Linked DNA regions of Mus musculus: all the other regions are linked to region 4. A link is a contact called in public Hi-C and HiChIP or PLAC-seq data. All regions are on one chromosome and are shown on one strand. Each heading gives the region's core, a stretch centred on a gene start, on an enhancer-like site or on the middle of the called end of the contact. The rest is flanking DNA. Distances are from core to core; before and after follow the strand shown.

Region 1 (3,828 bases), core at 421-2,920, 630 kb before region 4:
AAATTTAAACCTACTGTGTGAGGAAAAGGAAACATTATTTTATCTTTCAAACACCCAAACAAGTGAAAAATGAAGGCTGTAGAATATTATGCAAAGGAATATGACTTGAATCTAAAAATAACAATGTTGATAGATGAATTTATAAAACTACATACCTAGGAGGTAAAACACACATACAAAACTTATGTTTCCAATGGGGGTGTGGGTGAATCTGTGCTCCTTACTTCCCTGTGCTCTCTTGTGTTTTACTTTGAACAAGTGTTTCTTATATAATAGTTTTAGAGGTGCTTCTCTTCTGGTTTGGTAAGAAAGGAAGAAAGAAAGAAAGAAAGAAAGAAAGAAAGAAAGAGAGAGAGAGAGAGAGAGAGAGAGAGAGAGAGAGAGAGAGAGAGAGAGAGAGAGAGGGAGGGAGGAGGAGTGGGGAGGGAGGGAGGGAAGGAGGAAGGAGGCAGGCAAGCAAGCAAACTAACAACAAATAAACAAACCATTTCATCTATTCTACAGAATCCTATATAGAAAATACTTGAGGAAGAATTAAGGTATGAATTTGGGAGAAAGACTGAGATAAAATATGGGACAAAGCCAGGATGTAGAATAGTGCTCTTAGGATCTCATATTTGTGATCCTTTTAAAGATTCTAAACATTCAAGTACATGAGCACATGTACTTCTAGAAGTTTCTAGAAAAATAAAAATTAAAAATTAAAAAAAAACCACTTGATTTCTGTAACAGTACAGATAGGATGTGCTGTGAAGTACTCTCCTGAACCATCTATGTCCTTCCAGATCATGACCTCGTGTGTTTGCTTAAAACAAACCAAATTGGCTTAAGTTTAAATAAAAACAAAATGAGAGCAAATTTCCTGCATCTTTTCCAAGTCCTGTTCCTCACGCTAAAGATAGGAGAGAAACCCATGGGCAATTCACCTACACTCTGATCTCTGGCTGTGTTACTTGTTCACCTTCAGATATCAGATGGCCCTGAGGATTCCTGGGCCCCATGAATTCCCATGTGAATGGACATATTTGGCCTGAGTGGTCCAAGCTGGAGCCTACAATTATCGGGTAGCTGCAGTCCCTCTTCACAAGCAGAGCTCCTATTACAACAAACCTTCCCCTACCAGTTTTTCAATTATCTATGACTAATGAGCACTCTGGGAACAGTTTCAGACACACACATAATCCTCTTTCCTGATGTCAGCAGCAGAAATTAATGACTATGTGGATTGCTGGGAGACAGAAGATGCATTATAATGGTCAACAGAACTGTTATCCTCTCCAGGAAGGGGGGGGAGGGTATTGAATTAACTGGAAGGTTCAGTGTTCCTTTGTATTCTGAGAGGGAGATGAAACACAGGGGGAGATCTGGCTCCAGGCCCACGGAAATGTCAGAGAGGTTTGGGCGTGGGTGGCATGCGACCCTGCTTCCTTATGCTTGCTGTGGAATGCTGGTACCAGCTCGGTTGGGCAAGGCTGACAGGCCAACCAGATTATGTCCAAGATTGTGCTAAAGGACACTTTGCCTTGCCAGTTGGAGAGAATGCTGGAATTATTTCAAACTCAAGTTACTTTCAATCTGATTTAAAAGTGGGTAACAAGACTGAGAACATACAATTCTCAATCACTATGCAGTATTCAGAGGCATTTCTTAAGTTTGGCGTTTCACACAGACATGACACATGCTTGAATGGTTCCAGAGAATGGTAAGGCCTATCCTGACTCAGATCACATGGGTAGGTCAGCTCTGAGGATTTTCTAGAAAACTGGGACAACTGATAGAAAATGGCTAAAAGGATTGTAGTAGTCTTGGCTCCTGAATTGGAGTTACACTTGTATTAAATGATTCATCCAAGTAGAGACTTCCTGAGAACCCAAAGCTAGTGTTCTTCTTCCACTCTTTAAGGACAGCATCTGATACACCTCCTAGAAATCATGTCATTGTGACTAGAAACTAAATTCCATTTCCATTACTGATTTCACATCAAATTGTATGATATTCATTATCACTTATTATAGAAACGGTGGGTGAATAGACATCTACTGTGTGCACACACTGTCCCAGAGTAGCACCTAGGTTAAGGATTAAGATAGAGGAGATCTTTCTAGCAGGTACTAGTTCTTTCTAATACCACTTCTGAATTACATCTGTTAGTTAACATGTCTTATAATTACTCCATAGTTTAGACAGTTTGATACACATGGAAGATCCCTGACTTTGTATTCTTACTTGGTATTAATATGCCTTATACTCCATATGCTTTAAATGTACTTTTAAATAACTCTTACATACCATATCCCTATATTTGGTTTTATACATCTCTTCCAGTAGAAAGATAATAGCTCACAGACTTTTCTCTCTACATCTTATTTCTTTCACTCCCAAGTATCTAAAACATACTTTTAAAAGTAATGTTTACTTTAGCAAAATTACACATTTTTGTTTATTTTTTAAGATCATAAGACATAGATCAATCACCTTGAACAAAAAGATTAAAGTTGCACACCTATATGTGCCCACCTTGTACAGAGTTTCAGTAGAAAGTAAACAAAACAGATGAACACTAAATTTGACTCTCAACCCTGGATATTACTGGGGGATAAATTAGTAAATTAGTAAAGAAACTAATATAATCCCACCAGTGATCCACTCTCATTTCTAACTCAGGACAATGACACACATCAAGAGCAATGTACATACCTAGAAAATGGCAGAAGGCATGCTGGCACAAAGACTCTTCCTATGGCAGCAAGAGACTACATATACCAGATTCTTGCAGAATACAGCTCTCAAGTCCTCCCAGCTGGACAAGCTGGTTCAAAGAAATCTAATTAGCAACTAGTTACTGCAGTAGGTCAGTGAGCTGAAGAGCAGTATGAACATCTTGTATTTCAACAACATAATTATTCAAGTCCATGAGCTGTTGGTAACTGTTCTTGGAACATTTCTGTTCGTATAACTTTCCGTCCTAATAACAAATCAATGAAATGCAAATTGTTTTAGAAAGCAATATATGTAGGTCCTATAACTTAGGGTTGAAGTATTAGAGTTTATTATTTCATAGAATAGAAACAAAACTACAAAAGAATTTCAAAATTTATTCATCTACCCAGGAAGGGAAGAGAGGGGTTACATTTGAGGATCAGATCAGGGTCAGGATTCAAAGGTCTGACTCCAAAGGCTGAAATTTTCCTAAATTACCATCGAATTTAGGAACTCGGGTAAGGTAAAGACTGCAAGGAATCGGAAAGCAAAGCCCCACTGATAGGCTGTATATAGGAACAAAATCCTAAGGTCCACAATATTCTAACATACGAAGAACATCTACCATCTCCTTTCCTAGATCGACCCTTACAGACCAGGAATACAAAGAAGGAAGTGCATATCTCATGGTTCAGCCGTCACAGAAGCAATGTCTAGACTCACAACATGGCTCCTGACTCACTAGGCTTCCTCTGCTTTCTATACCTCCTACTATAGAATGTCACTCTTTTCCCTCTGCAGCATGCAGAAGGAAGCCAGGCCCGTAAGTCACATGGAGTCTAGAATAGCTGGCAAAATTCAATAGCTTCCAGAGGTATGGGAGTCAGTTCTGAACTATTCAGAGCATAGCTGTAGTCTTTTAGCTTGAAATCATCAGCTCTGACACCCACAACGACCTAATTCTCTAGATAATTGTTGATGACCTATTTTGTTCTCACCTAGCCTAAGGCTACCTCCTAAAAATCCTTCCCTAGGTAGATCGTAATTAATCCCTCTTTCCTCTAGAACCCCACAGTATGGTGTCTGGAATTACATCATTCTGCTCTTTATAAGAAAGACCTTGCACCT
Region 2 (4,212 bases), core at 1,364-3,863, 740 kb before region 4:
GTTCTGGTTCCTTACGTGATTTACACCTCTGCTTCTTCACTCAGTTCACAGTGTGATCCTAAGTTAGGATCTCCACCCCTCTGTACCTCAGTTTCCTGATCTGAAGGATGGGGATAAAATTCCACCTACTTTCACAGGATGACATGATTTTCTAATCAATAGATGACGGGAAATGCCACAGAGGAAAGGTCTGCAGCAGAAAGGCTTCCTTTAGACAAAGGCTACAGCCCTCTTCTTGCCTCTCTAGGGAAGCCCACTTAGTATCTTACCTATCTCCTCCAGTTCAGGTCAGCTCTAGCCATCCCCCTACACAGACAGTTGGTAAACAGAATCCTTCTGACATCTTAGAGGACTTGAAGAATTATAACAGAACCTGCTTCTCACTGTGCTACTAAGCCACCAGGAAAAGTGACAGATCTGAGAGAGGCTCAGGCCTGGCTTCCTCCCTGCTTTCTTTCTTTTGGAGTCCTTCCCCATCTCTTTAATGCCTTCAGCCCTGGTAACCTCCGGGCCAGTGGATGACACAGTGGACATGAAACTTAAATAAACATTTGAAGATAGGGATCCTACTTGGAAAGTTCTACAGATGAAATGGTTCCTTTAGACAAAGGCCACAGTTCCCTTCCCTCCTCTTCTAAGGAGGCTCATTTGCTAACTTACCTAGCTCCTCCAGGTCAGGTCAGCTCCCACCCCCTTACAGACAGCCAGGAAACAGAAATCAAATAGGGACCAGGCTCACTGCACAGGTGCACTGTGTGGGCTGGTGACAGCGCACTCAGGTGGAGCTCCCATGTTTGCATTCTGTGTGAAGCCCTGGGGACATGGTGGCTGTTACTGTTAGACTCAACATGGCCAAGAACAAAGGCTCTGTATGGATGTCATGGGAGCTGGAGAGCAGAGCTTCGAGGAAGGAAAAAGACAGATACCAGGCCACAAAGAAAGGTACTGGTGGCTCAGCCAGAAATCATACTACACGCTGTGTAAATCTGTTACCACTCAGGCCTCCTATTGATAGAGAACTGGGTTTTTTTGTTTGTTTGTTTTGTTTTGTTTTGTTTTAAGACACTCTTCCAAACATTGTTCATCTTCAGCTCTTCACAATAGACCCACAACTTCACAATTTCTGAGTAGGAAGGAATGAGTCCTAGGCTGCTCCCTTAGACAGTAGAGGCCAGGGGAACCCCCTAGTAGCTCCTCATTAGCTCTCACTCTTGAATTGGCTTGCCAGAGTTTGAATTCTGGCTTCCTTGCTGACACAGCTGTGCAATATTAGACAGGTTGTTTAACCATTTCTTACCTCTGTTTTCTCATTTGCAAAGTGCCCTCTGGTTAAAACTGAACTAAGCTCCTATCTTGGGCTGGGTCCCTCCAGTTCCTCATCCCTAAGCCTAGGGAATAGAAATAGGTTAGCAGCTATGGGGGTCTTCCTGGCTGCCTAGGTTTTCCTTACCTCTGTAAATAAACCCTTTATTCAAGTTGGCCAAGTTTAAGTAAGCTTACCTTTCCTGCCTGGCCTGTCACCTCTGATCTCCGGGTCTCTATTATATTCTTCTGCACACTGGTCAGAAGACAATGGAAACTTTGCTGTTTGGTAATGGACTTCTTGGAGACATCTTGTTCTTTGTATCCTCAAGCCAAGTACTTGACAGCCTGTGTACCCAGGGGGTGCTTGTGAGTGTTGGCGGGAGGAGGGGTGTTGGGGGGTAAAGAACTAAAAGTCAGAATAGTGAGACAGGAAGAAGGAAACCCTAGAGAAACTGCCAGCCCTAAAAAAGCACAATTTACAAGACTGAACATTTAGTCCCAAGTCTGCAGGACGGTTACAGTTACTTGGTACACGCATGCAGACTGTTTTTGGAAATCACAGTTAAGTCCATGGCCAGGGTACAGGAAGTGCCTCTGGTGCCCAAGTCATTTCCCAAGGTGGTACAGCCCATATTTCCTGCCTTAATAAAGCCTGCTTTTCCTAACCTGGCCAAAATTGCTTATAAAATCTTAAACTCTTTTTCTCCACCATGCCTTCTCCTTTTGGGGCATAGGGCTGCCTGGAGGGAGGAAGTGAAGCAACAGGCTAGGATCACTCCCTATGAGCTCCAAGAACCTAGAACTCAATTCCCCAGAGTGGTCTACATGAGGTAGACAACAACGTTGTGGTTTTTTTCAGAAGAGGGACCCCAGGCTCTCACAAGTAAAGTGACTTCCTCTACGTCAGACAGCTGGCCTGCTGATCTTTCCACTACTCGGCTCTGCAATTTTTCATGCGGATGTCTGAGGATTTCATACTATGCTGTGTTTTGCTCTACATTGTTCTGGACAGGGAAAGCAGCGCAATTGTAGTGCTTAAAGGTACCAGGGCCTCACCTTTCCCCAGGCTTCTTTACAGAACAGACTCAAGTGCATTCCTTTCTCTGAGCCCTGGGTAAAGGCAGGAAGAGGGAGGCTTTGCCTGGAATGTCAGCTATTTTATCGGATGCATTAATGAGTTTAGCAGAAGCCAAAGCATTTGAAGGCAGATGCACTGTGCCATCCTTTGTCAGTCATGAGTAGAGGAATTTCAGGCCAAGAAAAGGTCTCTTTGTCCACAACTGTAACTAGCCAGTAGTTAGAGACAAAGGGTCCAATTTCTGCCTGAACCCAAACAGCCACTAACAGCCTTCCATTCAGCAGCCCAGAGAACAACAGTTCCCAATGCAGAGCTTGCAGCAAAGTGGCATTCCCTGGCTTTTTTGACGCTCAGGGACACATGACTAGAGGATGGCCCATTTTCACAAAACCCTGAGCTGTCGTGCCTGCCCAGGCTGTTCCCAGGTCACCTCTGGCTACCCTGCTCAAGGGTCCTCTTTTCCCCATTCCCTGTACTGAAGCTGGCTTTTAACCTGCTTCCATCCAGGTGGGATGTGGCTTTGGGTAACTAAAAGCTAAGAAGTGGGGAATCACAGAGCAGACTTCAGGCCTGTGTCTTAGCTGAGCCATCCAGCTGATCTTACTTTCATTTCTGTCTACTCCACTCTTTGTGGTCCACTTCTGCAGGTTTACAAACCTTGGAACAGGGCTGGCATCATCGGAGAGCAATAAAGGAAAGGTCCAGAAACCTGGCTCAATGGCCCAATCCCAATCCCAATATTATGTGGCTGCCTGATTTAGGGAAGCCAATTGAATGTACCTCTCCTGTCCTTCTTCCTTCTTTGTTTGACTACAATGCAGTCTACTTTCTAATTTCAGCAGTTAGGGAGAATTAATGATTGCAGTATGATTCCTACCAACAGACTAGGCACTTGGCTGAGGGGGGCAAAGTCCATGCTTCCCCACATCCTAATCGATCTTTAACACAACATGCTTTTCTAGGTGAGCCCCCAAATTGTGCCTTGGTCTACTTCTCTGTAAGATATGAATAGGTATTCTAGTTAGTTCCTTATTTAGTACCTTATATGCAGGGAATGAGCCTATCACTTGGATAAAGGCCCCGTATCTGCATGGCCTGGAGCAGGAATGATCTCATGAGTCAGTCTGAGCTCAGACACCAACCTACTCGCTATGGAAGAAACACAATGGGTGGGTTCATACGGAATGGAGCCCAGGGTAAGGTGGGCTCATGACAGACATCTATGCCCCCCGCCAACTACCACCACAAGGGGAGCCTTATCCTGTGCTTATACCTGGTGTCTGGGTACCGAGCAATGGGTACAGGAGGGCGCAACAGTCTCCAGGAGACACTTGGGGAGAAGATACTAGAATGTTGAAGGTACTAGCACAGGGAGACTTGAAGCTAGGTCAGGGTTTATTTATACCCCTGCAAGGTGTCCTCCCAGAGAGCTTTTCCTGGAGCTCTGGACTCTTCCCAGATGCCAGTTTGCCACTGTCCCCTACTCCCTATGCCCATCACAAAGATGCTAAACGCATGACTTTACGACCAGAACCCCTTGGGCACTGAGATGGAATCTCAGCATTTGGGTGCCCTTGGAATTACAGGCCCATGCTAGATCTTGTCCACAGCATTTTGGACCTAGGTTCCTTCTTCAGATAGCCTGATCACTTACCCTGTGCTACAAGATCCAAAACTGAGCAAAGTGCACATTATGCTCTTCCCACTCAGGGCTCTTCTCACAGTGTATTTATTATGTCTGTTTCCTTTCTGCCTTTCTGGGGAGTCCATGAGCTTCATGGAGCTCAGGTCATGTTTTATTCATTTGTTTGTCTTCAATATTCCCCACA
Region 3 (4,076 bases), core at 393-2,892, 560 kb before region 4:
AAGTCACCTGAAAGATTGAGTCATAGCTGGTATAGGTTAACTGACTTCATGCCAGTAAAGCATTCCATACAGTGTCCCATGTGTCACTAGGACTCAGTGAATGTTCATGTTATTTTGAGAATACTGCATAAACATTAAAGACTTAAAACAATTAGGATCAAATAAACCTTTGGCATACCTTTCTCAGCCCAGAGTACCCACAAGCAATGCCATAGACACTGGATTTTGTGATAACCTGTACTAAGATGTGCTTTAGTTTGGAAGTAGGATGAGTGGCCATTCATCATGGGGAATATGAAGACCTGAAGCCCTAGAATGGAACTCCCGCTGGGAGTTCAACTATCATTACTAGCTCAGTTATCATGGGCAAGTTGTCTAATCATATGACCCTTAGTCCCTCTGACTATAAGGAATTGTGTGTGTGTGTGTGTGTGTGTGTGTGTGTGTGTGTGTGTGTGAGAGAGAGAGAGAGAGAGAGAGAGAATGCCCCTATGAGTGTGGTGTGATGCATATGTGCGTATGCAAGCCTGGAGTTGATATTAAGAGTCTACATCAGTTTCTCTGCACATTATTTTCTGTCTCACTGATCCTGAAGATCACTCACTTGGCTAAGCTAGCTGGCCAGGGAGCTCCAAAGATCCTCCTGTCTCTGCTCAACCCAGTGCTGGAACTGTGAGTATGCACTGGCATGCCCAGGATTTTACACAAGTTTGAAGGACCTGAACTTAGATCCTCAGCAAGCACTGTACTGACTGAGCCATCTCCCAAGCCCCACTTTTAAATAACATAATCTTAAATATAATAATGGCTAGGTGTATATTCCTCACCATCATAATAGAGTCCTGAGAAATTATTATAATTGGGAAACATTATCCAGCTTCTCTAGAGTCACCGCACAACAGATGGACACATAACTTAGGCAGAAGTTACCAGCGAATCCAATTACACTTGGCAAGTGTGACTACCCCACCCCCATCCACACACTGAGCAAACATCAAGAGGTGACTGCTGTTCCTCTCTTAGCAGAGACTGAATTTCCCTGTCCCTCCATTGTGCTCCTGACAGCAACTCACAACTCACTAGAACTAACTAATTTATCTGCCGTCCCATGTCCACAGCCAGCATCCCTTGTTAGAGATGAGTGAGCCAAAAGCCACTGGGGTTAATTAAGTGACTTACTAAGTAACCTTTCCAGCCCAAGAACAGAAACAGCCTCCCTCTCGTGCACTGTTATGTCCACCATGCACTCCACCTCTCAACTGCCCATCCATCCTAGCTAAGTCATGGAAGGTACTGTGACGGCCTTCTTTGCCTCCTCAGACTGCACAGAGGAGCTGCTGCTCTTAACAGATTGCTTGTGATGGAATCCTGACAGGCTCCCTCCTGTGACAGGTAAAGGCAGGAACTATGAATTGGCTCAAATGCTTTAATGGAATATGTAGAGCTTTCCATATCTCTGGCCCAGTTTTGCCCTTGTGAGCATAAGCAAAGGAAATTCTCCTAGTGCAGAAACTACATCCAGAGCAAAGCTAGAGCAAAGTGGATTGTGCCAGCCGAGGAAGGAAACACGAGGCAACTGACTGGCCCCTCAGCCATCTCCTGTCTTCATGAGTCATAAATGAATGGCACCTCTGCCACTGGTGCCACAGGCAGATTCTCTGCTGCCCGCAGGCATCTGCTTCTGTCAGCTGGGAAGAATCCCATAGAGCACTGGTTTCAACTGAATGTCTTTGGGGAGGGCAGGGCTAGTACCCAGCTGCTGTTAGCAGACAGGGAGGCGCCTTCTCACCTGCCCTGGGTACCCTCTATGGACCTGACTCTCCAGCTGTCCCTGTGGTTACAGACTTTCCTTGCCTGACTCACAATAGTAAATGTACCCTTCCTCCAAATGAAGAATTAAAAAAAACAACTTTGTTTATTGATATCTGACGGGGAGAGGTAGGGATAGGAGAAGAAGAAGAAGAAGAAGAAGAAGAAGAAGAAGAAGAAGAAGAAGAAGAAGAAGAAGAAGAAGAAGAAGAAGAAGAAGAAGAAGAAGAAGAAGAAGAAGAAGAAGAAGACGACGACGACGACGACGACGACGACGACGACGACGACGACGACGACGACTTAGTTGTATTGCAGGTGGTACCATCTGTTGCAAAATTTTTGTTTTTATCAATTACAAGTCTGGCAGTAAACGGAACTTTGAAAATAAATAAAAATCAGAAAAATAATCTCCAAGACTGTATATGCACTGCTTAGCCTGGCTAAGAGAGCTACAGCCATCATGGGGGGTTAAACCACAACCATGTACATCCACCCTTTCAACTAATAATCACCAGAGCTGACTAAGGATTTAAATGATTATCTATCTATCTATCTTTTTATTTATTTAGTGTGTGTATATGTAGTATGTTTGTGAATGCCTGTGCGCATATGTGCATGTATGTACCCATGTAAAGGCAAGGTGTCATTGTCTAATATTTTCCTCAATTCCTCCCTACTTTTTTTTTTTTAGATAGTGTCTAACGTTGTATCTGTAACTCACTGATTCAGAGAAGATAGCAGGCCAGCAAGCTCAAGAGCTCCTCTTGCCTCTACCTCCCCAGTGTGAGGATTATATGTGCCTACCACCATGCCTGGATTTTTACATGAGTATTGGAATCAGAATTTTGTTTTTATGCTTACACAGCAAGTGCAGTTTACAAACTAAGGCATCTCCTGGCTTCCAACTAAAGTTTTAGCCATATTTCTAGGCACTGGAGAGAAAATACTAAGGCTATTGACTTCAAGAAGCCAAGACGATATTTGAAGGGTTCATATCTTCTCCCTCAATAAAATCAAGGAATTAAACAATGTGTTTCTGGAGAGTAGCAAACATCATAAGATGATGAACATGCTGATATATAGGCAGAACATGCTGATATATAGACTGAACATGCTGATATATAGACTGAACATGCTGATATATAGGCAGAGGCTCAGGGGAAGCCTCTCTAAGGAATCTTCTGAAGCAAGATTGACTGGAAGAAAGTTCTGAATGCATTTACAAAGTGCTAACACTGTGGAGATAATGCTATTATTTCAGATGACATTCTGCAACTTCTTTCCCAGCCTACTAATTGCCTCTCTACCTCCATCTTGTTCTCTCTCCCTCCCTTTGTTCTGGATACTCTCATGGCAAGACCTCTATGCTACCTGACTCTGCAATTCCTATACTCCCCCCAACCATCTCTCACAGGGACCCTGGCAATACTACCCCTTGCGAGTTACCAGGAACAGAAATAAAAACTCCTGGGACTCAGAACTGCCTAGTTAGAGAAAGATGCTCAGGAAGGGGGGGGGGGGCAGCAAGGCAAACACCCTCCACCCTCGGCACACAAGGCAGAGGAGGTTTAAGGGTGACTGGAGACAGAGTAAACTTATCTCAAAAAAAGTGCTACACACAGTCCCACAGACAACCTCAGAACCACTTTCAGTACTCTACCTAATTCATTCTATGAAATTAATAAACTCTTAAATTTTATCCCTTGGCACTGTGTAAAATAAACACTCCAAATCTCAACCCCATTATTACGTTCTAATGCCATGCTATAAGGATAAGCCAGATAACATTTTTTGACAAAATGAAAAGCGTCAAAAGAATTCCAATTAAACATCATGTTCTAAGAACCTGGGGCAGAAAATGTCTTTCCACGGTGTTCCAGGAATCAGAAGCAAATGAGGCTGAGGGAAAGATACAAGGGGTTATGTCATAAGGCCACATGCAGGATCAAGAAGATATCAGAATATCACCCACAGCCAACAATGTAACACCAGCAAGCACCTGCGATTGCCCAAGCTCACATACCTGCACAAACATGAGCAGAGAATCACGTCAGGTATGGGTAGGGCTTACCAATAAAGGATAACTAACTTTTTCATGACCCTCAATGTAATTTACCTAAAAGATTCTACTCTTATGCTGCCACTGTGATCCCAAGGATCATGCTGGCCACCTTCTTAAGAATGAGGACTTCAGGGAAGTGGTTTTCTTTGAACAGCAATCATGATCACCTTGATCTGTTCACCCTCAGAAATACTCCTAGCTCACC
Region 4 (3,990 bases), core at 801-3,300:
GGCTGAAGGTAGAATAAGATGATGGGTGGGGCCTGGGTGGAAAGAGCCTATGGAGGAAGGGAGGGCTGGAAGAGGGACAGACAATTGTTTCTGGCTGGAATTTTCCAGACAGAGCCACAGTCAGAGAACAAACGCGCTTTCTGAATTCTCACTGTAATTGTTTCTGACCTTTACTAAGATGAGCCAAAGGACTCCCCTGTGCCCTTCCACCCCCCAGCCCCTCTTTACAAAACTGTTTTCCTGGCTTTTCAAAAATGAAGTTTGGCAAGGCCTGATGGCCAGACTGTGGGCTGTGGAAAAACAATGCTTCTCCTTATGGTTCCGAGTGGAGCCTTTGCAATTAATCCATTGATTTCAGTAGAAAACCCTATTGTATCAGGGCCCACCAGGAGAAAGCTGCATCCTGCCGCAATGGCCCTGCACAGAATGCTCATTGAAGTCAGCCCCAAATTGATGGCAGGATGTGGCCCCCATCGCCTCCGAATTAAAAAGAGTCCAGAACATAATGACAGTAGGGCAGTGAAAGCCGAGGGAAGTGGGCTGCAGGAGGGGCCGGGGAGCTGCCCCCGAGATCTGAAACAGGATCCATTTGTGTCAGGTTCTCTGCATCAGCTTCTCCAGCCCTTGGCTCGGAGTATCCTCCGCAGACTCAGACCCTTCCTTAGCTACTTTGCTTTTTTTGGCCTTATTTATTATTATTATTATTATTATTATTATTATTATTGCTACTACTGTGCTACTGTTAAAACTTCCAATAATAACACATAATGCAATGCACACAACACCATCTGAGAAACAACCCTACCTACTTAACCCTCTCTTCTCTTGAAGTTTTTCCTCAGCTTCGGGAAGCTAAGATGGGCAGGGTGGGGGCACTGTTCAGTTCTTCCTGGAGCTGTGCATGTACTTAGCTGGCAGTGAAAATGGTTGAGCTTAGAGGAAAGACAATCCTAGTCTTGTATGTGGGAAACTTGACTCTTGCAGCATCTATGATGCCCTTAAAAGAGGAGTGGTGACTTCGACTTCACAAGAATACCAATTAGATGTTACCCCCCATACCATGCTCTCTATCTGCCTCTTCATGGAGGACAAAGGTGATTCCTTTGCAAAGCAGGCATTCTACAAATATTACTTTCCCTCCTTGCCACATTTGAAAGCACTGAGACTAAAAAACATGCATGTCTGCTTTTATCATTGGGTTAAAAGTCCACAGGAAACTGTGGGGTTGTCTAGCGACCACTTGTTCACCCCAGTCAAATGTTACAAAGTGACAGTCAACGAAAATAAACTAGTAGCTGAGAGGGGAAAAAAAGACTCTTCCTCTAAACTCTAAAAGAGAATGACATCCAGAAAATCAAATGTTTCTCAAAGAATCAACAATATTTTTGATGATGGAAGGATGAATAATCAAACATATGGATTACATTTCCGTATACTGTGTAGCACCTAAGATCCCAGAGGGAAGGGAGGGTGCTAGTAAAAATGTTTTTCATGTTTTATTAAAACCTCAAGTTTCTGAGAACTAATTTTATGACTAACACACAGACATACATCCTCTCACATGCTGGGAGGGGGGAGGGAAAGGGAGGGGGAGGAGAAGAGAGGAAAAGGAAGAGGAGAGAGGGGGAGGCAGAGAGGGGGGAGAAGGGGGAGAGGAGGGGAGGAGAGAGAGGGAGAGGGACAGGGAGAGGGACAGGGACAGGGACAGGGACAGGGAGAGGGAGAGGGACAGGGAGAGGGACAGGGAGAGACTGTTCGAGACTGTTCAACTGTCAAAGAATATACTTTAAAAAGTGTTTCCTCCTCAAAGCTTCTTCCTTGCGCCAGTCAGCCCCAATTCCTCAGTGCTCACCTCAGTCATTAGAAATTTGCGAGGCACAGTGAACTTGGCTCTCAAGCTCTGCTCACTTTCCTAGTGTGGAACCCTAAACTCTGTATTCTCTTTCAACAGGTGAAACGGTCCGTGTCGCACAGAGAATCTGAGTGCCCAATGGAGCAAAACATGCGAAAGCACCTTTCGACTGCTCAGTGCAGCTCCTTTAACTTCCTGGAATTGCCCTGCAGCTCACATAGCCATTCTTACTCTTCTGACACCATCCTGTGTGTCCCTAGGCAGACAACTCTGTGCCCGGTGTTTATTAGAAGGTGGGATGGTGTGGATACTGACAGTACCTGTGTCACACAGTGGAAATCACAATGAAATCAATGAAGAACTGTAAAGTACTTAGGAGCAACCTTGCCAAAATTTAAAAGAAATGAGGAATAGAGGAAGGGAGGGGAGGGGGAGAAACAGCCTATCATCGGGGAACTAGGAGGATGCTGGGATCGATGTTCAGTCCTTGATGTGGACTCTCCAATTTTCCCAGAGACATTTTCGAAAATGCAAACAATCCCAAAAGGCATGAATAACATTCAGTTCAGGGTGCACTTGCGGCACTGTATACGTACGAGTACTGTATACAGGATCACACACTGAGGAGTTACTGCTCATGCGCAGAGAAACCTCTGACATCCTGGAAGGAGGTGTAGGGGTGCCGATGAAATGAACAGACAAGAAGTGGGGAAATTGAAGCAAGGGGCCCAGGAGCGAGGTTTCCCTGCTGTGGCCTTGGCCTTAGGCAGACCGCTTGTAACCTTGGATTGAGCATTCAGCACAGAGTTTGAAAGAATTCTCACAGTGACAATAAGGCTATTGTGAGGGAAAAGAAACGCTGTGCTAGAGCACCTTAGTCTACTCTGCACTCCACATCTGGTCCAGAGCCGCCCAACTGCTGCCCTCTGAGCAGACAGGAACTGCCGATTCATGAAAAGGGGAAATCAGTAGGCTGCTTCCTCTGTTCGGTTAAAAAAGAGGATTTTTGTGGAGACCACACTGCACTCACTCATCCCAAGTGCATTTCCTCTCCCTGTGACATCGACAGTTGCCAGCAGCTAGCCGTGGCCCGATGACTAATTCTTCCTCCGGCAGAAAGAAACCAGACCTGGCCATTCAGTTCCCCCTTTCAATGCCCTGATTCTCACTGGACCCAGGTTCTCTGAGACACGGAGGAAATTTTCAGCTCTGGTTGCATCCATCAGCCACTCAGCCACTAAAGGAGACAGGAGAGAGAGAGGGAGAGAGAGGGAGAGAGGGAGAGAAGGAGAGAAGGAGAGAGAGAGAGAGAGAGAGAGAGAGACAGAGACAGAGACAGAGACAGAGACAGAGTCAGAGAGAGACAGAGGGAGAGAGAGAGAGAGGGGGAGAGAGAGAGAGAGAGAGAGAGAGAGAGAGAGAGAGAGAGAGAGAGAGAACGAACAAAGCCCTCTTCCTGATCCCGGCAGAAGCCAAAGGCAGGGAGTAACTCTACCATCCATCCAAATGCTGCAACTAGAAGTCTGGGCCAAGAGGGTGGTGTGTGGGAGAGGTGGGCGGCTCCTGGGCTGCCTCCCAGGGATGGGGGACAGCTCAGCATGAGTCAGTCAGTCCCCTGTACTCCAAGCATCTCTGGTAACTGCATTCATTCTGGAGAGCCCCTTCAGGAGGGAGCCTTTCTTTCCTGCAGGGGCTAAGGCACATTAGTGAAAGGGTGGTGTGTCATCAGTGTTTTGACACATACTGTGGTTGAAGCACCTGGCTACACACGACAGAGCTCTGATAGACAAGGACCAGGTCTGTACCCAAGGCTGGATGCAGCTAAGTTCCCACACTGATACAGATAAAGGCTATTATCACTTAATCAAAGCCCACCAGCTCCCACCACTATCCCACCACTATTTAGAGCTGGTTCTAAAAACCCTTCTCTGAAGACATTAAACATTATGAGCTCTCAAATGAACAGGAAACCAGGCTCGGTATTAAATAAACAATTTCTCCCCTACTTACCTCTACTTTCCCACTGCAAAATGGGGACAACATTCACATCAGTTATGGGTTTGAGAACCACAGCAAAAGTCTGAACAAGTGGTTGTAGCCACTGGTAGCTGCTGCCCTTGCTCAAGTAAATTACCTCA
Region 5 (3,759 bases), core at 48-2,547, 810 kb before region 4:
TAATTTACTGTGTTGAGGACCTCTTCCAGGGTGAGCTATGAGGGAGGCCTCACCCTCACCCTTCAAGCCAACAGGACTTCCTAGGTGTCTGGCACTGAGACTAGAGCATATAGTGGATTACAAATGGTTTATGCTAGAAAGGAAGCCGCTCATATCAGACTCTGTGTAGAGAAAAGAGAAGTCTTGCTTTCAGGCCCTGAAAGGCATGGTCATTCTTTACCAACTTAGCAGGTACGGGCAGTCATGGCTTGGTTTAGTTCCTGTCCAGTGTGACCACCTAAGGACACTGAAATGACCAGTCAGATCGGCTAACACAGAGGGCATTGACATCTCATGTTGTACGTGAAATATCTGCAGAGTAGAGGGTCTTCAGAAACATCTGTAGCAGAGACTTATGAGACCAAGCACTAGCCATTCACATCTAAGAGCCCGACTCTTATGCATGACACTATTCTTTGTTCCCTCCAACCACTTGTAGGAGTAGGAGAGATAATGGTAAAGATTAAGACAGAATAAAGAGCCCTGTCATATGTGCCACACTCAAGCTGCAGAAACCAGGAGATGGCTCACATTAACCATCACATCCTCCTTGATATGTGAGTTTCTGGATTCTGGCTGCGTACCCCAACCTGAGATTCATAAACCTTGTAACACCATGTTACTTTTTGCTTAGGTAACGGTCACAATTCCTCTTCCCCACAATGGAAAGGGACACTATGAGTGGAAACAAAGGCTGGTTTCATTCAGTCTCAGGAACTCTGTAGCTGCCATGCACTTGTATTCCCAGCTGCTTTGGGGGGAGGGGGCTAAGGAATGCAGATTGTTTGTGTCACTGAGTTTGAGGCTAACCCAACATGGGGAAAACCTATCTCCAAGAAGAAAGGAAGGAAGGAAAGACAGAAGGAAGAAAGCAAGGACATTTTATTGTGTGAGATGTTCTATACAAGTTTTTGCTTAACATAACTTGCTAAATAAAAATTACACATGCAAACATTATAAAGGTTAGATGAGACTATATTGAGTTGTTAATAAACTTGAGAGGTGGGTGGTTATTTTTCTCCAATTAGATTTTTTTCCACAGTGGTATATATTTGTTTTACTATTGTAGACAAATCACACAAATTCTGCATTACATTGTTTAAGCTATGGTACAGGCAGTCAAAAGGGCTCAGGCTCACCTTTATCTTTTGGAAGGCTGATAGCATTATGGGTAGCAGACACAGTACAGACACAGTACAGAGAGTGTGCACAGCAGCAATGCTGTCATCATAAACAGCACTGCTGAGAGTCCCAATTTCTCCAGATAATTACCACAAAAGTGAAACTGCATGACTCTTCTGCCTGTGGTAAATCTGGGAATCACTACAGTACAACAATATGAATTCATTATGGAAATGCTGACACATGCTAAATATAGTCTCCCCATATATTTCTGTTCAAAGGGACTTATTTGAAGTTGAGCTCTAAATTCATACTTTCTGTCAGCATGGAGGGGGCCGGACAATCTCAATTTGCAGCACGCTATCCTCTTTGTTTGAGAGTCTAGACAGCACAATGAATAGAGTGGCTTTTCTTTTCCCCTTTTGCCCACACAATGGACGCTTTTTTAAAACAAAATATTTTGTAAAATAGCATTTTAATCACTTCTTTTCTTTATCTCTCTAAGGCAGAGCTATAAATAAACCATGAAAGTTCACATTTGATTGTCACTTCTGAAAGCAAGCGCATGGCTTCTGTAGGAAAAAATGGGGTCCCTGTAGCTAGCCATGAAAGACCTCATTCATAGACTTGACCCTTCCCTGGTGTGTCAAGGCTGAGATACCAGTCAGCCCTCTGCTCCTGCTTCTTCGGAGACAGTACTCGAAGTGGCCAGGCCTCCTGTGGGCAGAGGAAACACTCGGTTGTCATGTGCTATGGACTAGCTGTGGAGTACTGTTGGGTAGGCTGTCAGGGAAGTGAGACTACATGAAGAAGGCGATAATCATCACAAGAGTGGCATAGACTGCTGCTGGCAATCTGGGGATGAGGAGACCTCTACTTCCTCTCCTTTGGAGATCCATGCCCTTACGACTTGGGGAAGACTGTCAGGTAGTCGCGATCTCAGCATGGAGCAGCAGACAAAGCCTAGAACTGTCTAGAATTACTGAATACAGAAAAAAAAATCAAGACCACCCAGTGTTGGTGAAAGACAGCCCCTAGAAGGTATGAAGCATGACCCCAGAGCTCCAACTAAACACAATCCCAGCATCCATCACTGGTTAGTTAATGTCTGTGAATGAAAAGTTGATGCCTATCACAATAGACATTGTAAGCTCATCAGAGCCAGTGTCTTCTGAGAAACATATCTGTTCTCTCAAAGGACTTGTAGTGTTCCATTAAATATTCTGGAAGAAAATTCTGGGAGTGTCATCTGCGTGATTTTTGCTCCAAACAAATTAAGATTTTCCTGTTCTTAATGCAGACTAGTATTAGGTACAACAGCTCAACAACGGGTCAGACAAAGAGTCACTTACACTGCACGGAAGCTTTCTCCAGCACTAATATACCTGTATGGTACTTTCTTGGAAGTTCACTAAATTCAGAATTTGCTATAAGCTGCTATTTCAATGTCCCATGTCACTAGGGACAGCTAGGACCTAATTTGATATACACTAATCTTTTAAAAAAATGGATAAATTTCTGAAAAAGATTCATTCAGTGGACAGTAGGTAATTGCTCAGATTCAAGCAAAAAAAATGGTGCTATAATTTTAAGTATTATCTCTTTACTTTAAGGTCAAAAATAAGAAACAGTCTGACAAGGTAAAACTGGGAAAAGCCAAAATTATCAAGGAAATAGTTTGAGATCTGAACACAGGTACATATAAAATCTTTTAGAAGTTATCAAAAACAGGGGAGCTGAGAAATAATTCAATGAACAGAGTGTTTGCCATGTTACCATGAGAACCAGAGTTCAGGTTCTTAACATCTATGTAACTGCTGGGTGGATATTGCAGTGAATCTATAAACCAGTGCATAGAAGACAGTCATCAGGGAATCTCTGCAGCAAGCTGGCAAGCTAGATTAACCTAAATCAGCAATCTCTGGCCTAGTTCCAAGACCCAGCCTCAATAAATATGGTGAAGAAAGATTAAGGAAGACCCCTGATGTTAACATTGAGTCCTCATGCATTTATGCACATACGCATGTAACTCCAAGCTTTGACCCATATACATATGCAACCTCACATATTCAAACATGAAAACATATAAACGCACACCACATATACAGACAAGCTTAAAACGTCATAAAAATTTATCTGTTGAGCATGCTTGTTATCCCAGCCCTCAGGAGGCTGAGGCAGGAGAATCAAAATGTTAGGTTCAGCCTAGATTGCACAGGGAATGTTGTTCTTGACAAAATTAATCATAATTTTAAAAATGTTATTAAAAACATATCAGCCGTAGAGCAGACCTTTAGACATTGCATAGGTGTGCTCATTTCAAAATATTTTTTGTTTCAGCTATACTTTGTCTGTTTTACAAAATAATCTATAAGCATAATATACTATGCTTTTACACAGATGTTCGCGCACTGAGATACATAAGCAAATTTCTCATGATTGATGAACCATGCGGTCCAAAAGCACTGGTGTGCACAGACAGCTTCAGCTGCCTACGGCAGCTGCCCTTTCCCAGGTGCTTACTCTGAGCTGGGAGCCATGCCACTTGTTTTACACTCATGATCCTTTATTTCTCGAAGTGTTCTCATACAGATATGA
Region 6 (3,744 bases), core at 1,107-3,606, 600 kb before region 4:
TACAACCACAGAGACCCTTCCTCCACACTGTAAACATTCCTGGTCTGGCTATATTGATGGCTTTTACAGATATCTGCAGGCACCCTCAGCCTTGTCTTTCATGAGCTGGAATTGCTCAAAGCTTTCTCACATCCATTTCTATTCCCTCTCTAAAGATGGTAACACATATCCACAGCATCCGATGACAGTCCCACTGCTGACATCCATCCTTACCTACTTCCCCAGCATAGACCAATACTATTTGTAAGGTATTTACTAAGCACTCATATTCTGAATTGTTTTCTATTTGCTATGTGCCATTGAGTATGCTCTAGCAGCCTATAACAAGAACGCAAAGACAATAAAAAATAAAATAGACTAAAGAGTAAATGAATCCAAGGGTGAACACAAAATGAAGTGAGATGAATTTATTAGTGCTCACAAGCCCACTACAAATGAGTCTCCAGTTTGCTTTGCATACTCAATGTAGCAAAGGGGTTAAGGGACATTGTGGAAGTTGCTCAATGTGATATCTATGTGAAACAGAAAAAAAATGAAAGTCATTATTAAAGAGAGGAGAGAGAGAGAGAGAGAGAGAGAGAGAGAGAGAGAGAGAGAGAGAGAGAGACAGAGAGAGAGATTGATTGGTTGTGTTCTTATACCAGACAAGATCTACCCCATCAATGACACATTAAGAGAGCCTCAGGGAAGAACTAACTTTCACAGCACTAGAAGGTAATATGCAAGCTTCTAAGGAAGGAAAGAAATAGTCTTACCCAGCTATAATGCCCATAAACCACACCAATGACCCACATGACAAGACTTCCCTAAAAGTGCAACAGTGACATTTATATCTTGGTGGTAACTAATAGCCATCTAACTGTACTCAAGGCCTGCTTAGCAGGTGGGAAAACTAGTCAACTGCACCTGGCTTGTGAGGCCATGGATCTTAGACGAGGACCTACAAGATCCATTGTGGTAAACAAGTTTAATTCCTAACTGTAGTCTAAATACTTATCTGCACATGGACAGATAAGCATAGATCTTAACAACCATCAAAACACTTGGTTTTTTTTGCAACAGCAGGGGACCATTATAAAAAAAGCCCAAATGGTTAAAATGAACAACTGATACTAGGGTGCCTATCGCCAGCTGATAAACCAGAAAAAAAAAAAACCAACAACAACAAACAAACAAACAAACAAAAAACCTCCTGCACCTGTGTCTCAGGAAACCCTGAGGAAAAAAACATGAAAGTATTTTAAGAGCCATAAATCCATGAAGGTTGCTATAAGATTGTGCCTTCTAGCTATTACAGAAAAAACTACACTAATGAAATCACAACAGCATGTTCTTAATCAGGACTTGAACAATTCAAACAACAGTTGGCATCACAATGCAGATGGGAGCAATCTCACCAGGTCCCATGCCTAGATGAAGAGGTAAATGCGATTAAAAACTGATGAGATAGGGAGAATTGGTCTTTCCCAGGGATTAGTCCCCTGTGTGGTTATCCAATGCTAAGTACTCACCACTAGAAATATGAATATATATGTACGTATATATTCATAATATGAACATATATATGTAACACTGAAAGAACTCTGCAGGCTGTATTTATATGATGATTTGTTCCTATGTCTATACAAAGGCTGAAGAAAAAGAATCCATAAATTCAGGTTGGACATGGGGGAACAGAATGGTGAATGGGGAAGGATAATGCAAATATATTTTAGTTCAATTTTTAAAAGGCTTTATATGAAGTCACTGAAGTTACCAAGCAGATATACTGCTTGCCCTTTGAACCCCACACAGGTTAAGTACTGGTTTGGTAGTACAAGGCAGCATCAGGTTGCAAACTCATGTTAGTCTAGCTCCCCAACAGTTACCCCAAAGTAAGTCTGGAAAATAAACACTGTTTTCCCCCAGTAGCAAGAGTCAACCTCAGACCTTTGTGCATGGTGTGCATCACAGAACAAGCAAGACACTGCAAAGATTTTGCTTTTAACAACGTGCTGGCAGCTGAGTTGCTTCAGTTTAAAGCCAAGATACAAAGTCCTTGACAGAAAAGGGCAGGAGGAGGGGCAAAGAACATGAAGTATTAATAAGCCTCATAAAATCATTACCTTGTCCCTTAAGTAGCTTCTGAAATAGGAACAGCAGGGAAGAACACCAATAGGGGTATTTGGTTTGCTCTCCCCTCCCATACGTTGTATATTTCTACAGGTAAAATGGTATGAAAATTTAACAGAATTTTAATGTCATTCTCTAAGTTTTATGATACCACAAAGAGATGATCTTCATTCTGCTCACCACAAGAGGAGATGGGTCACAGAGTAGGTGGATCCATGACTCATTACCTCCCAGAACCTGCAGAGGCTGCCTGAGTGGCAGGCAAACTTCTGGGATCAATAAAGTTCAAGGCAAGGCAGCGCCTGCCAGAAGGCCTTAAAGAAAGTCATTAGTCAACTAGTGACCCGACAAACTCATCACAGCAGCCCCCTGTTGTGGATTCTCAGAAAGGTTGATCTGTGCTGAGAAACTTAAAAGGTCATGGGTATCTAGAAGTCAAAACTCACAGAATGGGGTTGAGGGAAAGAAACCACAGAAGAACCATGGAGACAGGGGTAGGTCACCTCAGACACCAAGGTCACCACTTACCTTCTGCGTGACCATGAAAGTGAGGCATAAGAGTGATGACATGTCACATGCAATGCAAAAGCTAGTGGGGCACAGGAGAAGCCTCTCAAGAATGCTGGATGAACCCCTCTCTAAATGAATGACAATGATGACATAGCATCTAGTGTGCACAGGATCTAGATGCAAGTCCTAGGCGAATAGCCTTCAGAGAAAGGAAAAGTAAACTAATTGTGTACTTGATGTGATTAAAACTACTAGTTCAGCCTCTCAAGGAAATATTCTGTTCCTTCTTTCCAGGAATGTCAGGAGCCATCTCCTCAGCTTCTGCGGTGGTACTCAGAAAGAGGATTCATAAGTGAAGGTGAGAGGTCTCTTCCAATCAGCACCAATGTGCTTGAGTGACAGGCGGCCTGGAATTAAAATCTTGCTGAATGCCTACCATGCTTGTCTTGGGAAAGGTGATTTCAGGAGGTGAGTCAAACTCAGCCTGTTCAACTGTTTCACACTGATTGCTATATCCAGGTCCCTGCTCCTCTAATGATACCACTCCCTACCTGCATTGCTGTGGCGTTTTAACTGTGAGGCTCCGAGGAAAACACATGTCTTCAAATGCAATCTGAGCTCTCTTGAACTGAACCTCTGGCCTATGAGATTCCAGAATCTATGGCTTTTTAAACCTATGACCTTGAACACCAGAATGCCCTGCACTGTAGTTTCTTCATTAGTATAATGATACAATATTACCTACCAAGACTGGTTAGGAAAATTAGATTAATATTAAGAAATCACCTTGAAGCGATTGATATACAATGCATGAACATCTGCTTGGTTTAGTCAACCTCAGCAACCTAACACTCTAGTTAATCTACGTAACCACTAAGTTTACAAACCATAACCACTAAGTAACCACTAAGTTACACACAAACCATAGGGAATCTGCATTTTCCCATTTCCTGTATTTTAAATAAAAAGGGAGGACTATACATGTACACCGAATAAATATATCCCACCAAAAGAGACAACTGGAGTTGGGAGGCAATTTGGGGGCAGGGGAGAAACCTAGGGCAATGGAAACTCCCAAAAATCTATTAGGATGGCCCTAGCTAATACTACTAGTAATAGGGA
Region 7 (3,897 bases), core at 50-2,549, 680 kb before region 4:
ATCTATAAAGTAAAACGAAACACTCAAGTTCAGAAATAACGGCTCCCTTTTATTTATTGGGCTACTATGGTTTCTGATGCCCCAATATTGAAAAAAAAACAATGTATATGGTATGATTGAGGTCAGCAACTTGCTTACAATTCACCAAAACCATCACTCAGTAATCTTTTATAGACTCTTTCCCCAGACAGTGCCTCATTCATTTAGTTTTAAGTGTTAGTCTGGTCAGAAGAAAGCTGCTGCAGTTATAGTTACATAGAACTACAAAGAACATGATAATAGCCTTGCCCTCAGTGGTAATAAATGGATAGTATAGGATCCTTACATTGGAGAGCAGGCCCCTCCATAGCCCACCCAGACCTTCCTACCTCCTTACATTGACCTAAGACTAGCTCCCGAACATCACAGATACAAGCATGAATTATAAAATGCCATTCCAGAATGGCAAGATGGTTTTGGATCCTCAGGCAAGGACAGCCATCAAGATAACTCGTAAGTTCATCCAGTGCTTATCCCTCTGCAAATCTGGCATTTCATTCAGAATTTACAGAGTGTCAAGAGTGCCACGTTTGTGTTACAGATTAGATAAGGGGCAAATGACACATGAGTTTATTCTGTTGCCCAAATAAGAGTACTGGGTATGAATCCTTTTAAGTTTTTGCTGTAACTCCATTCTGACAGCTCATCGAGTAAATGGCCAACATCACACACAGCAGCGCTCCTTGTGCTGTAACAAAGTTAGCTGCTGAACACAATTCATGTTCATTCAATTGCTAAGAAAGAAGAAGGAACAGGGTTAATCGCGTAGCAATGGGTTCAAAGACAAGTCTACTGCTCACTATACAACTGGGCAACTCACTCTTTCTTGACACTAAGTTGAGATAACAACGTTTATTCAAGTCAATATGAGAAGGAGTACAAATATTTCAAAACCCCTTACACCATGGTCATTTTTCAAGTATTCATTGGCTGTATTAACTGAACAGGGCAGAGCATGGCTCTAAGAATTCTTTCCATTTTTGGTATGATGAATGTAGAAATGTGTAAGAATGCTCACAACTTTCCAGAGCAGGAATGGAGAGAAAATGAAGCATGATAGGAGTTGAAGGTAGTAAGAATGCCAGATGTTACAGGGCTTGCTTGGTCTTCTGTAGGTCAGTGACTTTCATTTTCCATGAAATAGAAAAACACTGAATGTTTCTCAGCAAAGGAAGGATATAATTAGAGCTATGACTGAGGAGACCTCATTGGTTATTGTGATGAGAATAACCTAGCAGTGTCCAGGAAGAAAAAAGGGAAATGGGTCAGGAGATATTACAGCATATTGTAGAATTTTTTTTCCCTCTACCCCTTTTTTTTTGAGACAGGGCTAATCTGAAACTCACAATCTCTAAACCGCCAAAGTGTTGAGTTTACAAGACTTGTACCACCAATCTCATCCAGCCTTATGCTGTAGCCTTATAGGATGAAGTAGAGAATGAGATCTCTCAGTACAGGAGGATAGAAGGAGATGAGGCAGAGCCTTGTGTGTGCATCATTTGTAGAAGCATCTTCCTAGTGATGGACATGCAGAGAAGCCTGGCTTTCTCTATCTCCTCTCCATTTCCTGTCACATTTGTTCCATCAACTCCTTTCTATATTTCCAGGGTGAAATTTCAGATGGATCAACAGCATTCTCTCTATTTTTCAGAAATAAAAGTCTAGGAACAGAAAGACAGCTCAGGCAAGATAAATGCACTTGCTGTATAAGCTTGAAGACCTGAGATTGATCCCTGGAACTGACTCTACAAAGTTGTCCATTATTCTCTACACATGCACCACATGCCCCATTATAACACATGAACACACATACAACAGCAGCAGCAACATATAAGTAAACAACTTAGAGTCCTTGGGGCACCTCCAGATATTATGTGCACACTCTGCACTAACAGTTCAAATTCCCATGCTGCCTAGTTGAAACTTCCTCCTTGTGTAGCCAAAGCTACTTCTAGACTTAAGACTAGAATTGTAGAAAGGGGCTTCTGCCATACCTCATGCTGCACTGGCTGTGACTGAGTTCATCCCACAGGGGACAGATTCTAAGAAAGGTATTAGAGGGTAATGTGTCTATGATCCGGTTTCAACCTGCCTCGGAGCATGGTGCAAACCTGACTCTAGGGAATGTGCTTCTGCCCATCCACTGCAGGGCCCTCGCATGTGGCTCCCCAATCCTGGTGGACTTTCTGGTGGCTCAGCCCCATTTGGGGGTTGGTCCCTGTCCTTCAGTGGATCTTTTTATGGTGTCCTCTTTAAGAGCTAGACATACTGCTTTTCATTTTCTTCTGTATGTACCCCAATTGCGCTTTTAGTTTTACTATTGAGGAAAGAGCAGCTAGTCTTGTTTTCTTTCCCTAGGTAAGACACTACCTTTGACATTTTCACCTCCATTTTACATGCCCAGAGTATCTTGAGAGAAACTTCTTGATACTTCAGCCAGTCTTGCGCATGAGATCTGGTCTCTGAGCCTTTAAAATCCACTCATATAGAAAGATCACTATGGTACCTTGTTACATGTCGTCAGAATAGAATATCCATGGTGGACAGAAGGCAGATGGAGTTGTGAGAACCACTGTGAGTTAACTTCCCCTCTTCTATAGGCAGAAAATTCCAAGTCAGCAAACTTTCTAACTTTGGGTATTATAACAGAAATAAGACATGAAATGACACTTGAAAAGAGAGGCATATATACATATTACAGCCAGCAGAAAGAGCTGGGACTATTATAGTATTCTTGTACTGCCTGCTTTATAGCAACTAGCCTTCTCCAGCTATTTTCCCAGAAGCATATCTACAAGCATAATTCCTTGGGCATCCAGCTAGGTTTTTAGGAAAGTAAACGTAAGTTTTCTACTATATTCAACCCTATTCCAATTAATACCAGAATCTGGGGCCCTCTCGTCCCATAATAGACAATTATTTATGAGCACAAAGTCTTAATTCAAAATAATCAGTTTTAATACTTCAGGATTACATATATAAATTAAGAGTACAGCATGAGATGAATAGTCAAGTTTAAGCAGAAAATGAAATAAGCAATTATTCCATTAAAGAGAATATTTATTTCTTTCCTTATTAAATCATCTTTAACCAGCTGGCTTCAGTTCAGACAGAGTTCACCATCTTTAGTAGCTAAGTTTAATAGCTGGCAGCAAAACACTGCATGATTGACTCATTCATTCATCCCTTCATATGTCACATGACTCGGTGGCCATGCCAGATATTGGACAGAGGTATTAACAGTATCATGATTGGCTCAACTTGTGGAATACGGGACGAGAAAAGAGCCGGCATTGACTCACTTTGCAAAAGGAATTTCCTAGGTCTCAACATGTAAGTATCAAGTGTCTCCCATCCGTTTATTCAATATATTCCAAATGCCCAGTTAAGTCCCAAGTTCTGTGCTGGACATCGGGAACGAAACAGTGTCAACAGTCCCTTTTCTAGAAAGGCTGACTCCCTTGATAGAGCTCTGCAGCAGCAGAGCATTGCTTTCCAGAAGAACCTTCCGTGCAGTTAAATCATGGCTCACTGATATTCTGTTCTAAGCACTATAGAAATCATCTCCTCAATTCATAAAAGATATACTTATTTTTACATCACCTCAACATCACTGAAGAAACTTTAAGTATGTCTTAGATGAGAATACTTTTTATTAATGGAATAGACCAACATTATACCAGAGGGCACGGCAAACACAATTAGACCAAAGTGCACAAGAAGAGATGCAGGGCTAGAGTGATAGTTTAGCTGTGAAGAATGCCTGATGCTCTTGCAGAGGAACTCAAGTTTGGATGCACCACTCATGTCCAGTGGCTCAAAAACTCCTGTATCTTCACCTCCAGGCAATCCAATACC

What was found. HiChIP or PLAC-seq counts read pairs in DNA pulled down with a chosen protein or histone mark. Hi-C and Micro-C count contacts between places; a contact is called where the count stands out from the background.
Region 1: a contact with region 4 is called in a CTCF HiChIP or PLAC-seq map of the NIH/3T3 cell line, with 10 read pairs. The contact joins two enhancer-like sites. A contact is called at or near these places in 1 of 15 datasets of contacts at CTCF or cohesin (the NIH/3T3 cell line), 4 of 115 datasets of contacts at active chromatin or transcription factors (bone marrow-derived macrophages, embryonic stem cells and fibro-adipogenic progenitors) and 1 of 9 other capture datasets (embryonic stem cells).
Region 2: a Hi-C map of bone marrow-derived macrophages shows a contact between it and region 4, with 14 read pairs. The contact joins two enhancer-like sites. A contact is called at or near these places in 2 of 484 Hi-C or Micro-C datasets (bone marrow-derived macrophages and hematopoietic stem and progenitor cells) and 5 of 115 datasets of contacts at active chromatin or transcription factors (acute myeloid leukemia, bone marrow-derived macrophages, embryonic basal ganglia and 2 more).
Region 3: a Hi-C map of myocytes shows a contact between it and region 4, with 1.5 times the contacts expected there. The contact joins two enhancer-like sites. A contact is called at or near these places in 2 of 484 Hi-C or Micro-C datasets (muscle stem cells and myocytes).
Region 5: a Hi-C map of muscle stem cells shows a contact between it and region 4, with 2.0 times the contacts expected there. The contact joins two enhancer-like sites. A contact is called at or near these places in 1 of 15 datasets of contacts at CTCF or cohesin (the NIH/3T3 cell line), 4 of 484 Hi-C or Micro-C datasets (adipose-derived mesenchymal stem cells, bone marrow-derived macrophages, embryonic fibroblasts and 1 more), 4 of 115 datasets of contacts at active chromatin or transcription factors (the NIH/3T3 cell line, bone marrow-derived macrophages, embryonic stem cells and 1 more) and 1 of 9 other capture datasets (embryonic stem cells).
Region 6: a contact with region 4 is called in a BATF HiChIP or PLAC-seq map of CD8 T cells, with 12 read pairs. The contact joins two enhancer-like sites. A contact is called at or near these places in 4 of 115 datasets of contacts at active chromatin or transcription factors (CD8 T cells, the NIH/3T3 cell line, embryonic stem cells and 1 more) and 1 of 9 other capture datasets (embryonic stem cells).
Region 7: a Hi-C map of bone marrow-derived macrophages shows a contact between it and region 4, with 15 read pairs. The contact joins two enhancer-like sites. A contact is called at or near these places in 1 of 15 datasets of contacts at CTCF or cohesin (the NIH/3T3 cell line), 1 of 484 Hi-C or Micro-C datasets (bone marrow-derived macrophages) and 5 of 115 datasets of contacts at active chromatin or transcription factors (T-cell acute lymphoblastic leukemia, bone marrow-derived macrophages, craniofacial prominence and 2 more).

The regions. Positions count from the first base shown.
Region 1 is chr4:95,731,398-95,735,225 of GRCm38.p6, reverse strand. The region is part of intron 6 of Fggy (FGGY carbohydrate kinase domain containing); the gene reads right to left. Among named protein-coding and RNA genes, the nearest start is that of Fggy, 180 kb to the right of the region's middle. Within about 2 kb of position 1,670, at least 81 of the 459 cell types and tissues checked have an H3K27ac peak or open chromatin away from gene starts, as enhancers often do. A contact at or near this core is called in the NIH/3T3 cell line, where this site is marked.
Region 2 is chr4:95,844,447-95,848,658 of GRCm38.p6, reverse strand. The region is part of intron 13 of Fggy (FGGY carbohydrate kinase domain containing); the gene reads right to left. Among named protein-coding and RNA genes, the nearest start is that of Hook1, 120 kb to the left of the region's middle. Within about 2 kb of position 2,613, at least 111 of the 459 cell types and tissues checked have an H3K27ac peak or open chromatin away from gene starts, as enhancers often do. A contact at or near this core is called in bone marrow-derived macrophages and hematopoietic stem and progenitor cells, where this site is marked.
Region 3 is chr4:95,661,422-95,665,497 of GRCm38.p6, reverse strand. The region is part of intron 5 of Fggy (FGGY carbohydrate kinase domain containing); the gene reads right to left. Among named protein-coding and RNA genes, the nearest start is that of Fggy, 110 kb to the right of the region's middle. Within about 2 kb of position 1,642, at least 12 of the 459 cell types and tissues checked have an H3K27ac peak or open chromatin away from gene starts, as enhancers often do. A contact at or near this core is called in muscle stem cells and myocytes, where this site is marked.
Region 4 is chr4:95,105,036-95,109,025 of GRCm38.p6, reverse strand. The region is part of intron 1 of Junos (a long non-coding RNA gene); the gene reads right to left. Among named protein-coding and RNA genes, the nearest start is that of Junos, 55 kb to the right of the region's middle. Within about 2 kb of position 2,050, at least 285 of the 459 cell types and tissues checked have an H3K27ac peak or open chromatin away from gene starts, as enhancers often do. A contact at or near this core is called in CD8 T cells, the NIH/3T3 cell line, bone marrow-derived macrophages and 3 more, where this site is marked.
Region 5 is chr4:95,913,924-95,917,682 of GRCm38.p6, reverse strand. All of the region lies in intron 14 of Fggy (FGGY carbohydrate kinase domain containing), which reads right to left. Among named protein-coding and RNA genes, the nearest start is that of Hook1, 52 kb to the left of the region's middle. Within about 2 kb of position 1,297, at least 29 of the 459 cell types and tissues checked have an H3K27ac peak or open chromatin away from gene starts, as enhancers often do. A contact at or near this core is called in muscle stem cells, where this site is marked.
Region 6 is chr4:95,706,988-95,710,731 of GRCm38.p6, reverse strand. All of the region lies in intron 6 of Fggy (FGGY carbohydrate kinase domain containing), which reads right to left. Among named protein-coding and RNA genes, the nearest start is that of Fggy, 150 kb to the right of the region's middle. Within about 2 kb of position 2,356, at least 13 of the 459 cell types and tissues checked have an H3K27ac peak or open chromatin away from gene starts, as enhancers often do. A contact at or near this core is called in CD8 T cells, where this site is marked.
Region 7 is chr4:95,781,728-95,785,624 of GRCm38.p6, reverse strand. All of the region lies in intron 8 of Fggy (FGGY carbohydrate kinase domain containing), which reads right to left. Among named protein-coding and RNA genes, the nearest start is that of Hook1, 180 kb to the left of the region's middle. Within about 2 kb of position 1,299, at least 12 of the 459 cell types and tissues checked have an H3K27ac peak or open chromatin away from gene starts, as enhancers often do. A contact at or near this core is called in bone marrow-derived macrophages, where this site is marked.